Linked DNA regions of Rattus norvegicus: region 1 is linked to region 2. Evidence: chromatin contacts called from public Hi-C data. All regions are on one chromosome and are shown on one strand. Each heading gives the region's core, a stretch centred on a gene start, on an enhancer-like site or on the middle of the called end of the contact. The rest is flanking DNA. Distances are from core to core; before and after follow the strand shown.

Evidence for each region. Hi-C and Micro-C count contacts between places; a contact is called where the count stands out from the background.
Region 1: a contact with region 2 is called in a Hi-C map of hepatocytes, with 2.5 times the contacts expected there. The contact joins the promoter of C2h4orf3 here to the enhancer-like site in region 2. A contact is called at or near these places in 3 of 12 Hi-C or Micro-C datasets (the Rat2 cell line, Schwann cells and hepatocytes).

What each region holds. Positions count from the first base shown.
Region 1 is chr2:213,737,025-213,743,963 of GRCr8, reverse strand. It overlaps C2h4orf3 (similar to human chromosome 4 open reading frame 3), which reads right to left and starts at 3,445. Exons shown (of 2, transcript NM_001271116.1): 1 at 3,134-3,445; 2 at 1,685-2,453. The coding sequence starts at 3,330. The coding sequence ends at 2,453. It overlaps LOC102550474 (a long non-coding RNA gene), which reads left to right and starts at 3,571. Exons shown (of 5, transcript XR_010064423.1): 1 at 3,571-6,939.
Region 2 is chr2:213,092,630-213,098,877 of GRCr8, reverse strand. No RefSeq gene overlaps it. Among named protein-coding and RNA genes, the nearest start is that of Mir760, 18 kb to the right of the region's middle. Within about 2 kb of position 1,582, at least 7 of the 93 cell types and tissues checked have an H3K27ac peak or open chromatin away from gene starts, as enhancers often do. A contact at or near this core is called in hepatocytes, where this site is marked.

The DNA.
Region 1 (6,939 bases), core at 2,196-4,695, 640 kb before region 2:
CACAGCTCGTGGCAGCAAGTTCTGGGCAACATGTCAGTGATTTAGACTGTGGACAATGTGGATAGTAAATCTCTGGAACACAGCATTTTTGGATTGAAAACAGCCATAAACAATTCGTAATGGGTATGCAGGGCTGTTTTTTCAATTAAAAGCTTACCAACATCAAATCTAGATTAGATGTGACTTTCATTTAATAAGAAATTATTGTTTTCTATTCACTTCCAAGTAGTAAGAAAAATAAATGTGTACATTTACTCCTAGCACTTAGGAGGCAGAGACAGGTGGATCTTTCTGAGTTCAAGGCCAGCCTTGTCTGCAAAGCTGTGTACAGGGCTGCACAGTAAGACCCTGTCCCAGAAAACAAAATGTAAAAGCAAAAGCAAAGTCCATTCTTGACTAAGAAGCCTTATAGCAAACATTTGGTCCAGTGCCCAGTTCTGTGCCGTCACTGACTTCCATGTGTGTCTTGTGTTTAGTGCCCAGGGTTTGGAGCTCTTTAACTCCTGGAACTTTCAGTTAATGTCCCCCTAAAAAGTTCTTCCAAGTCCTCAGCCAGTTCAGATGCAATGATCAGAAGCTACTTCACGTTTAGAAACCAAATGTGGATTACTTTTTTGCTGTCTTTAAATGGGAACAAATTTGCAGCTTGCCTTGAAGTCCCATTTTTATATTTCTAGTAACTTCTAAAGTGTGAGCATCATAGTTTCCTTAAAAAAAAATCTCAATTATCTATAGGACTTGGAGCCTTCATGCTGTTCCTGTGTGGCAATTACAGCTATGTATTAACTATTCTTGAGTTCCTGAAAGCACTATAGAGAGAGAAATTATCAGCAAGAAATTGTCTTACATGAGGCCTAGAAATCTCATCTATCTACTGTAGGCTTGACGCCTAGGGAAGGTTGAGTTTTAGTCCAAACCTTAGGGACTGGCCAGAGCCTAAGAACTCAGAACTGTAAGCACTGACGTCCACACAGATGAAAACTGAAAAGCTGGTAACCTGGGCAATGGGGGAAGTAATGAAAAGGGCTGGAGGACTGTTTATTAATTACAGCTGTTCAGCTACAGTGGGCATGACAGTAAAGACAAACACTTTCAAGGAGGCTATTTTAAGGGGAGGGGTACACGACTGAAGCATTAAGGCAGTGGGTCAATGTCAAGGTACTCAGAACAGTCCCAGCTGGGGCCCAAGGTCCCAGCTTAGTTAACTCCAAGGTCAGAGCAGTCCTGCGTGGAGGAAACACCTGTGCTTTGAACCCAGCTTGTCCTGATCTACTGTCTTGTTCTGAGGCCAGGCTACATCAGCGCAGCCTTTGCTCATCTCAGGACAGTACCCACACAAATAGATGTTCCAACAGAGAGATCTGCCTTCTCTTCTTGTCCAGGCTCTAAAAGGGGGATGACTGGTCTCACATCATGGAGGCTTCCTTTACTGTTTTTCCAACAGATTAGCTTTTCCTGAAACAGACAGACCCAGGAATAATGTTTTGCCATCTGTCGTGAATCCCTTAGCTCAAAGGGACCCAAAAACTCACCATTATACTAAGTTCTCCAAACTAGAAATGTCCAGAGCAGCTGGCACCTGTGGTAGGCTGGCTTGGGACACAAGAGAAAAAAAAACAGTGTGACCTAACGGCAAGCCAGTAACCTCCCCACACTACCACCAGAGAGTCTGACACAGTGAAGCTAAATTCAGTGATTAAACATTTATTAGAGAATATTAGTAAGCAGTACAAATCGGGTCCCAGAGTGTGGTAAACTCAGTGTCACCCCAGTCCTGTATTCTAATACACATACTTCAGTTACACTTTGCACAAAAAATTATCCAAGCAAATGCAACAGTATCTTAAGACAACTGTCAACAGTTTACCAAATATTGTGAATTATAAGGGAGAAGAACACCACCTCTGAATATTTTAGGCAGTTCTCATGTACTGAAACCAGCAGTATAAAAAACTCTAATTACCCAGATCTTAAGGTGAAAAGGAATAGCTTCCAAAATATTTATGGTAGCTGCTTTGGGACTGTAGCCTTTCTGCATAAATGCTACCTACTCAACCCTAGATGATAACTATTTTATAATGGCATAGTTTTAAAACAATATCTGAGAAAGTAAGCTTCACAAAGATAACTTTTTTTTTTGCTGATGTTCACTGCTGTGTCCCAACTGATGCCTGGGTAATAGAAAGGGGCCGGATACCCGATGGATGAGTAAATGCTACATAAATTTCCTTAAAGTACTTAAATTACAGGCATTATTAAAAATATATATTATATATCATTTAGCTACAATCATGGTTTTAAACATATAGTACTACTTTAGGGAGGTCAAGGGCTGAAGGAAAGCCTGGAGGTCTGGAATTCAGCTCCTGGAAGTCCTCTTCATTCAAGAAGTCTAGTAGTTTTCAGGATTCACTCCAGAAGCCAGCCGTGTTCTAGACTCTCAGCAAACCAATCTGTAAAGACCAAACATTTGTTTCCTTTATCTGCTTATTTTTGACATTTAATGAGACACTGGACATCGATATTGCTAGCCTTTGCCTATCCCTACATAATTTACACTATGGCTTACCAAAATGGCTTAACAAGTTTTTATCAAAAATTCTTATCTTTTCATCATCAGATTACCAACTCCCCCACCCCTCATTCTCTGCCTTCTAGTTTGCCACAAAACCGAAAAATGAGAGCCAAAGCGAACCCAAGATACTCCATTCTTTGACAGAAGTAGGAATGGGGATACTTTGGAAGATGAGTGTATTTGCATAAATTTGCATACAAATTTACAGGGCTTGCTTTGGAATAACATTTTAAGTACACGCACAACACTCAAATCACTTTAGATTAATCACACTTAACCTAATTTTTTTATTATTTACGATATTTACTTTTTATCTTTATTAGTTTTTAGTAATTTTTATTATTTACGATAGATCTAATTGTGAGTATAGGTTTCTAAAACTTAAGCAGTTCCGTTGTGGTGGTGAAACTCAGGACAGCGCACCTGAGGTGCCAAGGAAATCCACTTTCGCTCTTTCTCCCAACTCCGCCATCTCTAGCTGCGGCCCCTCCCTCCCGGAGAAGACTGGAGCAGTCGCCAGCCTCCTGAGCACTTCCACTCTGTACTCAAGACACTCACCAGGGCAAGAGGTACACGAAGATGAACAACGCCAGGTCGAAAAGGATGAAGAGCCAGAGATCCAGCCAGTAGGAGTGTTTCGGAATCCCGTTCATCCCCGACTGAACGGGCTCATCTTGGCTCCTCCTTCTAGCTGCGGACGAGCCCCTCCGCTCCCGGACACCATCGGTACCAGACGCCGCCTGGCCCACCTCCATCTTCACGTCGCTTCACTTTCCGCGCACCTGAGACTAAACCTGAAGGCCGCTGCGCGCCCTCGTCTTAGCAATCGATTCCGGACAGCCCCGCCAATCACTTAGGCGCCACGCCCCGTCCCGCCCCGCTCCGCCGCTCCGCCCCCTGGACCGCGCGCAGGCGTCCTCCCTTTCTAGGAACTCCCCGCACGCTGTGTTCCGCATCGCCGGGAACGCGCAGACTCCGCTGGTCCGGCTGCTGAACTTGGCGCAGGCGCCTTCCCCGCCTTCCCGATCGCACGCATGCGCTCTGTACCCGCCGCATGCTTCCTGGTGGCGTGGTGGGTGGCGTGTTCGTCGGTTGCTTCTGTGGTACAGGTTCGCTGCCTCACGTAGCGCACATCGCCTTGCACAGCGCACAACTGGTTCTACCGGTTTCTGGGACGAAAACTGTCTCAACCCCTTTTCTCTGGGTTGATGCCAGAACTTTAGGAACAGCCTCAAAGGATTCCAGTCTTGACCACCCACAAAAGTAGTCTTTTGTAAACACGAGCATGTGTGGGGATTTAAAAAAACAAAACAAAACTGGATCCTGAGATTCTCCGATATTAACTTTGGAGATGATAACATTGTGTGGCAATGTAAAAAGGTTGGCAGTCCCCTTAGGATCATCTCTAACACCTGTAGTAAGCCTTTTAGTTGCATGTTTGGGAAGTTTGGGTGATTTTGTACAGACTTGGGCGGTTTGCTCTTAAGTTTTGAAACGGTTTTGATGAGTTGCGCGTTGTAAGGGTCTATGATTTGCTGAAGCATGATACCCCGGACTCAAATAGTATGTAAGCGCAAAGAGTGTTTTATATTGCATGCTTGGGTCTCCTATTACCAAGATAGAGAGACAATCAAATATGCTCGCAGTCCTGATTTACAGCACGTTAGGGGAATTCTAGGTTAGATGGGCTTTGCCTTACTCTATCGCTAGGCATTCCAGAACCATTACCTTGGCGTGTTGGCTGCAAACAATTGCTGAGGATTCCGGAGATAGTTGGCCTTACCTTGCTCTCTTCTGAAACTACTGTGTCAGGGTGTGAGGGCTGAAACTGTTGTTGACCCATTTTCCTTGCTTCAGGCCAGGTATCAGGTCAGTTTCTGATGGCAGGGCACTTTCTGGCTAGCTGCTTGAAGCCTGCAGATTTTAGGCCTAATCTGAACTGACAATTTGAAGCCTGTCATGGAGTTAACCTCTCTCATCAATGTCACAATTACAATCGTGAATTTTCAGAAGGATCAGATCGGTTAAAGTGTGAAATTTACATAGGTATTTTGTGGGAGTATTTTTAATAAGACTCTCAACTCTGTGTCAAAACATCCCATAATAGATTAAAAACCCCTTGGAGTCTATTAACTTAGCCCACTAACTTTTACCAACCAAATAGCCCAGATAGTGTCTTGGGCCTGTAGATAAGCTTCTTTCTCCCTTCCCGAACCTGCCTGTCTAATGTACCCACCAATATATTTTGGACTTGCCTTGATTTATGCTTTTTTTTTGTTCTGTAAAATGATTTTTAAAAACTTTATGAAACTGTTTCCACCTGGGAATCTGAATTGAAGGTAACCTATATATCTGTGTTCTGTGGCCATTCAGGGTGATTCCAGGATAAACTGTCTCTTTTTTCCTTTATGATGAGAGCTATAGTTTTTGCATAGACAACACAAAGGTTGGTTCTGGATTTAGAAAACTGGGCAAAACTGACAAATTAAGGTTACTAAAATAACCATAAAGTGAACTTCAAATTCAATATCTTAATACTATCAGTGTGCCACTAACTGGGCTTCACGTCGCTAGTAGGACATACAGACAAAGACAGCGTGCATCTCCAAAGGAAAATTCTGTATCCTTTGCCTTGTAGATTGTGAGAATGAGAGTCATTACCTGGGAATTAGTCACACTGTGTGTTGAGCTTCAGGGATCTCCACACAAATAACTCAGACTCCTGTCTCAGTTAAGCAAGAATAGTTTATTGAATGCACACCCCAAGACCGATTGATCAGGGTCGAAGCCCAGGCTCTGGAACTAAGACTGGACCTTGAACCTATAAGGGCCAGCTTATAAAGGAAAACCACAGTGACCACACACACAGCCTGGCAGGGAGGTTGGCTCTGAGTCAAGCTAGTCTGCCTAGCTAGACAGAGCAGTTCTAACTGACTGACTTACATTCTGATTGGTCTTAAGTGGACCTTATGGTTGTGGGATTTCTTAAGCTTAACACATCTAAGAAAATACAGAAAGTAACATGGTGTGTGGGCAGCATGACCCTGCTGTGAGCCAAGATATTTTTCTGCCTCACTAACTGGCAGGCGTGGAACAAAATGTCTACAGCTCTGCTGGGAGAGAAGGCTTCAACAATGTACCGGAGACAGATTATCTCACATTCATGGGCTAGAAGTGACCTGCTTTTAATTAATATTTAGTGTTTACAATCCTTTAAAAAAATTAAATGAACTGCTGATTCTTCCAGAGGTAGATCATGCATCCACCGGCAAGGTAAGACCACTTTCTAATTATTGACATAGGACTGATAAAACTTGAATTTATTAAAATAGAAGTAGCCTGACATAAGGTGAAAAAATTTTGAAGTGTTTCCAAGTACCCCTGGTACTGAACTGAGTTTGATGCCTGTGTGGGTGTTGGTTTTCTTGATCTATCCAGGAAGGAAGGGCTCTCCTGGGCACGAGGTGAGGGACGTCCACGTGCAAGTATTGTTCCTCTGGGGACAGTAATTGCTGCAATTAGACAGGGTCGTTTATGTCAAATTCAGTTGAAGGATCCTTCACCCCTTCAGACTTAGCTGTGTTGGTTCTTGGCTACTCCACATAATGGAAGTGAATGGAGAGCATGTCGAGGAGGGAATGCTATGCCAACTGGTTAAAAGCTCGATTGAAAAAAAACAAGAAGAGATTTCTCTGTGTCCAAACTGAAAGATTTTTTAATGTTTTGTCTAGCATATTGGCTTGATTTGTGCCACTTTATTTTTATTTTTATTTTTACAAATTTGCTATGTTGTTAGGCTGGCCTAGAATTCCCTGTCCTCTTTAGGTAGTAACATAGGTTCAGACCCAAATGACTATGGGCGTTAACCCTGGGAGAAAGAGCATCCACTGAGCTTGCCAGAGGGAACAGTCCTTACCCAACACACAGAAAAATCAGCCACCTACAACAGTCAAAAAAAAAAGATCCACGTCTTTCTGAGAAAGCTTCCCTTCCCTTTTGAGCTGTGAAACTGGGAAACAGTAGATGGCTCTTAAAGATTCGTGGTTCCTTGAGTCTTCTCCAATCCTCTGGAGTGGGTTAGGAAGAAAAAAACCCCAACTTTCTCACCACTACCACAACTACTACTCTGTCTTTACAAAAGAATAGTCATTTGTTTGTTTGTTTATCTATTGTAGCCAGGGTACAGGCCAGACCACATGTATGGAGGTAAAAGACAACTTTGCGAAGTCGATTACGCTCTTCCACTTGTATGAGGAGCCTAGAGATTGAACTTGGGTTGCTTGCAAGGCAAACACGTTTACTGGCTAAACTGTCTCTCCAGCCCTACTCCACGTCTTGCCCAATCCCATATTCACAAGCCGCAA
Region 2 (6,248 bases), core at 333-2,832:
CCCAACCTTGAATAGCAACCCCCTGCCTCACCCCCACTGCCTTTCCTCCCGTTATTCCCTAGAGAACGCAGATGAGGAGCTTAGATGAGCCAGGCTTCGCCCATGCATGCACGCACTCTGCTTCTCACTCTCAAGGACCTTCCTCTATCCCATATCCTCCTGATAGCGGTTTGAGTTCATTCATCCATGATGCTGTGCAGTCTGAAGACCTACTGTGCACCCAGGAGTAGCCCCAATTCCCCTTGGATCTCTTACAATTCTTTTAATGTGCAGTTTTAGCCATGTTGGAGAGACCTACAGACGCCCAAGAAGGTCATGTTCTACGCCATTGCATCTGTGTGTGGTCCAATCAGGTGGCTTGTTAGAGATGTAAATATTCAGCTTTCATATCCGAGGCCTGTGTGAATCCTGAAGGTGGGAGAGGTCGCCCGGAGGCTCTGCCTCCTCTCCAGTATAGTTTGGGCTCTCTCTTCCTATCCTGGGTCCTCTCTAGTAGCTGCTCCTCACAGCTGCATTTTCCTGTTAATATTTTACTATTAATATCACCCAAGCTCGGATTCTAGGAGCCGTATGATCTGGAAGGACTAACCCAGAAAAGCAGTAGGCTTTACCCGCTCTAATGTATGCCTCTATTCTCTGCCGCACAGACCTGGGAGTGCTCCCTCCGTCCCAGACCCCAATAGCTCCATTCTACATTTTTTAGGCAAGGTCCCTGCTCCTCTGCCAAGTACAGTTGTGTATTGCATTCACGAATCCTGTGCAGTAAAGGCTGCCCGCTTGTCAGGAAGTTCTGTTATCAGATAAGCTTTGCACACAAGTGCCCTGGCCAGCCCAGGGCAAAGGTCAGTGCTCTGCAGTGGGCCAAAGCCACACTTGACTAAGAGGCCTCTCTGCACTCCCACTGAGGGAACTTTAGACCTCAAATCAGGTAGGACCAGGAGCCCCAGCTCTTCAAGAATAAGGTAACACACAGCCCACTTTGTGTGCGTGTGTGTAACTTTTATTTGGATATAAGTTTAAAGTTATGGAAGTTGCAGGTATGGCACATGGAATTCCCATCTGCTCTCCCTAGATTCACACTTTGACTACATCTGCTTCTATTATGTCGGGGTGGGGAGGTACCATTTAAAAACAGGTTAAGGACATTGTGCCCACTTCCCCCTAAATGTTTTCAAGAGAAACATGTCAAAACACAGCAGTTATCAGCCTTGGGAAGCATAATATTGACAAGATCTATCTAAAACACAGTTCAAGTTAAGATGCTATCAGCCACCCTAATAACATTTCTTTTTTATGTCTATGGCTTTTTCCCACCCAAGGACCCATTCAAATCATTCATTCATTCATTCATTCATTCATTCATTCATTCATTCGATCTAGTAGCTCCATGTCTTTAATCTCCACAAACATGGAACGGCTAATCTTTAATTCTTTGGCCCGTGTTGTTTTTGAAGGCTATCAGATGGTCGCTTAGTAGACTGACCTTTTTCTGCCTGGTATTTCAGGATTCAGTTTAGGTAAGCGTTCTCTGAGAGGAAACATCACCAAGGTAGCGGTTTTATCCAGTGAGAAAGCTCCTGCCTGCCCTCTCTACCCAATGCTCACAGAGTTAGTGTTGCTCTCTAAAGACTGCGAACAACCACTTTGTGGAGGGTGCCCTCTGCTGGCCATTTCCAGCACTGCAACTGTAAACTTCTAACGAGAGGTCAACAACTCTGAAGGGACATTTAATTGGTCTCGTGACCCTAGGAATTATTCCTCCTTATTAACTTTGATTCCGTCACTGATAGAATGGGGATGTCTGTGTTTTCTCTGCTTCCCTTACAAATTTCAAGGTGGTTGAGTGTGAAAAAGATTTACAAAGATGGTCGGGTATCTTATATTCATGCTTACGTTCATGCTAGCCCCTCTGACTTTTCTATAGGCCCAGAATAGTGGTCTCTAGAGTGCCAATCCTGCTCTTCGTGATTCCCACTCGCTACCTGAAAACCCTCCAATGAGTTTGGGCTCTCTGGACACCATGATAAGCGCCTTCTCCCTGCTGAAGAATCCACGAACACAGGTCAAGGGCATAGTGAACTGGCTCTCAGTGTGTCTGACCTAGTGGGAACATTGCTGGTCTGTGTACCAGCCATCGTACCCTGTGCTCACCAGGGTCACAGCCACCTGCTCTTCCCAGGCGGTAAGAGCAAAGGCACGGACCCTCTGACACCCACCAAACGGATCCTGTTAACAGGAATTGGCTCCAGCGTTTTCAATGACACTAAAGCCGGGGAATCTGTTTTCAAGATAAGTAAAAATTCTCTTTATCCCGACTTCGTATTTTTGCCCATATTTTCTTCGCCCCCGTCTCAGAAGCTTAGGTCTCTGTCCACACAGTTTCTCCCTGGTACCCTTCTTCCCCACTTTAATAAAAATTTACCGAGCACCAACTTTGCTCCAGGCACTGCGTTGGGTTACATGGGGAAGAACTGCAGGGACAATTTGCCTCCATAAAGTGACTAGAGTTATGGGTTGGCAGAAACGAGCAGAGCACAGAGCAGCAATTTAATTACGCACGAATGTGCTCCCCCCGCCTCCTGAGCGGGTCGTTTTGTTTGTTTGTTTGTTTGTTTGTTGGTCTTGCTGTGCTTCTGAGGCATCCGTACCACCACCCAGGAGGCCCAGAGCCTCCTCCTCCTCGCTCTATGTTTTTTTTTTTCTTTTTTGGTTCCCTCCCCCCCCCCCCCCCCCCCGGAGCTGCGGACCGAACCCAGGGCCTTGCGCTTCCTAGGCAAGCGCTCTACCACTGAGCTAAATCCCCAACCCCTCGCTCTATGTTTGTTTTCTCACTCTCTCAGGACACAAGAGAGAGTTACTTCTTAGGCTCCAGGGAGCTCAGAGGAGAAGAAATTGGTAGATTTAAGAAAGAGTGAATCTATTTCTCAACACGGAAATAGCTTTCTATGGGGGGGGGGGTGTCTGGTTTTCACCTCAATTTTCCCTTCAGATCAGAGTCTGGAGTAGTGAACTCGGCCTATTCTCCCCCATGAGCCCTTCCTGTTTTAGAGACCTTGGTATTCTCGAGACGTGGTGGAAGCACGTGGAATTAGTGGCGTGATAGGGTCACAGGGTAGTCTGACACACCGTGGGCAGTCAGTCTAGGTGTGTGGAATGGTTGCAAGCCTCGCCTTGTAATTTTAGAGCCACAGGAGGATGTGAGAGGAGCAGCCTGGCTGGGCGGGGAGGTGGTCTGGACAGCAGACTGGCTACGGCCTAAGCAGTGACCAGATGGAGGCCACTCCTCATCCACCTGTGGGATTCCAAGGTCAGGTTCACAAAAAAAATAATTAATCAATCTTTACAAATCACTATTTTTCACTGGACTGGGGGCTGTGCCTAAGGCTGTAGCTGAACTGTAGAATCCGTACCCGAACAGGGCTGCCTTGTCTGGCCTCAGTGGAAGAGGACACACCTAACCCTGCAGAGACTTGATACGCCAGGGTGGGGGGATACCTGGGAGGGCCCCACACTCTCAGAGAAGAAAGGGGGTGGGGAGACTCTGTGAGGGGAGACCGAGAGGGGGCAGTGTTTGGTATGTGAATAAATTAATATATTAATATATTTTTTTAAAAATCATAAAAGAAGTATATTTATGAAAAATAAAATTTTAATAAAACAAAATTGGGGGGAATTGCTGTTTCTCAAAAACGAAGTGGATGCAGAACAGTGCAGGTCATCCTTTCAAGGAGGCGACGAAAGGCCATTTTGGTTTGTTGGTTGGTTGTTTGTTGTTGGGGGTTGAACACAGTGTCTCATACACACTAAGCAAGCAGTCTACCGTGAGTGATTCCTCTCGGCCTGCGCAGCGACTTGGGGACATAGAGGAGAACACTCCATGAGAGTAAAGACTATGTTGTCTTAGTCACTCCTGTGAGCCGCTAGGCTATCCAGCAGACACATGTATTAGTCACAATGGACGCACGCCATGATCGAGTTTCTTTTATTCATGGTGGCATAACCTCCCTGAGAAGCTAAGAGAATACTTTCGTGTGTTCTGCCAAATAGTTTCCCCCAGGAAATGGTTTAAAATCATGTTGTGATTTCTAGCTTTACTTTCACTAGCGAGTAATTCATAAAGTCAGTCGGAAATTAAAACTGGCTCGGCGAGCAATCGCTGGTCACACTGAAAGCCATTCAGCTATGGCCCAACGAGTTCAAGGCAATCATCCGGGTACCAAGATCCCGAGGAACCCAACAAAAACAAAGACAGAACCAAGCGCCCCAGCTATCTAAACTGTGATTATAGAAACAGGTACCAACTGGTATGTTACTAAGTCCTGAAATCGCCCTCAAGTGAGCAAACACTACAAGAAACCAAAAGTAAAAAGACCCAAAGACAAAAGAGACACTCATAAGAACAGAACTAGCTTGTCTGTCCTGAGCCTGGCAGGGCGACACCATTGGCCATCTGTTCCCTGGTCCCTACACCTCCTGCTAAAGCAGTGCAGACTCGCTGACAGGAGTCCCTGCTGCTGCTGCTGCTGCTGCTGCTGCTGCTGCTGCTGCTGCTGCTGCTGCTGCTGCTGCTGCTGCTGTGTGGTATCCCCTGGCTTCTGTGAGGCTCTGTGAGGGCTGACTTAGCCTGGATGAGAGGGCATGGCAACTTGCATTACCCTCTGGTTCCAGAGGCTGAAAGTTCATGACATGAGGCTTTCAAAAGATGCAGCGTCTCGAGCCAGGCACTGCGTGTATCACACTATCTCCTTAAGTTACCCGTGTAGAAGGGTTCACCCTCCCTCTCCCTCCCCTCCTTTCTCATTCTCCTTCCCTCCTCTTTCCCCCTCTCCCTCCATCTCTCCCCCCTTTTCCCTCCCTCAGTTATTTTACAAATAAAACCAGGGAAACTGAGAGGAGTCTGAAGTCGGTCTGCCTCTGCAGCCAGCTCCCTGAGGTCTCAGGCCTTGCTGAGACCTTGAACCTTCCCGGAGGCCTCCGTGTCTTCCCTAGCAACAGTCACACTCTTATTCCCCTTCTCTTTTCCTTATCTACCTAACTCTGGGGTGCTGCCTAGTCCAAGACAGACACCCTCCCATACACATTACAGACTTTCCTCCTGCCCTTTAAAGCCCTTTACTCTTTCACTAGGCTCCACTCCTCAGCCATCTTCCATCCTCCCTCTTCCCTCCTCCCTCCATCTTCTATCCTCCATCCTCCCTCCATCTTCCCTCCCACCTCCCTCCTCCTTCCTCCTTCCTCCCTCCTCCCTCCTCCCTTCTCCCTCCTCCCTCCTCCCTCCTCCCTCCTCCCTCTTCCCTCCATTTTCCCTCCCTCCTCCCTCCTCCCTCCTCCCTCCCTCCTCCCTCCTCCCTCCATTTTCCCTCCCTCCTCCCTCCTCCCTCCATCCTCCCTCCCTCCTCCCTCCTCCATCCTCCCTCCTCCATCCTCCCTCCTCCCTCTTCCCTCCCTCCTCCCTCCTCCCTCTTCCCTCCCTCCTCCCTCTTCCCTCCCTCCTCCCTCCTCCCTCCTCCATCCTCCCTCCATCCTCCCTCCCTCCTCCATCTTCCCTCCTCCCTCTTCCCTCCCTCCTCCATCCTCCCTCCTCCCTCTTCCCTCCTCCCTCCTCCCTCCTCCCTCCTCCACCCTCCATCCTCCCTCCCTCTTCCCTCCCTCCTCCCTCCTCCCTCCTCTCTCCTCCCTCTCTCTTCCCTCCTCCCTCCATCTTCCCTCCTCCCTCCTCCCTCCCTCCTCCCTCTTCCCTCCATCCTCCCTCTTCCCTCCTTCCTCCATCCTCCCTTCTCCCTCCTCTCTCCTCCCTCTCTCCTCCCTCCTCCCTCCATCTTCCCTCCTCCCTCCTCCCTCCTCCCTCCTCCCTCCTCCCTCCTCCCTCCTCCCTCTTCCCAAGCCCAGGCACCAGTTCACAGAACATCTTACCTTCCCACACCCAGTCAGGCCTAGGCTTTCTCCCATTTCCCTCCCCTTCCCCCTCCCTGTTTTCACGCATACACTCTGCACTCACTCTTCCCTAATCTCCAATCCTCCTGGCTCTGCCAGGCCCAGGGAAACCTCCATGTTCCCCCAGACAGCTTCCCACCCAGGCTGCAGCAACTGCCCTCCTGTGAGACACTGCTTTCTTAGGCCTCCGGTTTGACTACAAAGCCTGTGAGGACTTTGCTATTTGGTTAAATACTTGAGATCTATGTTCACACCTGCCCTTGACTTTCCGGTGCTGTGCACCTGAGCTAACTGCCATGCTTGCCTGTGTCCCA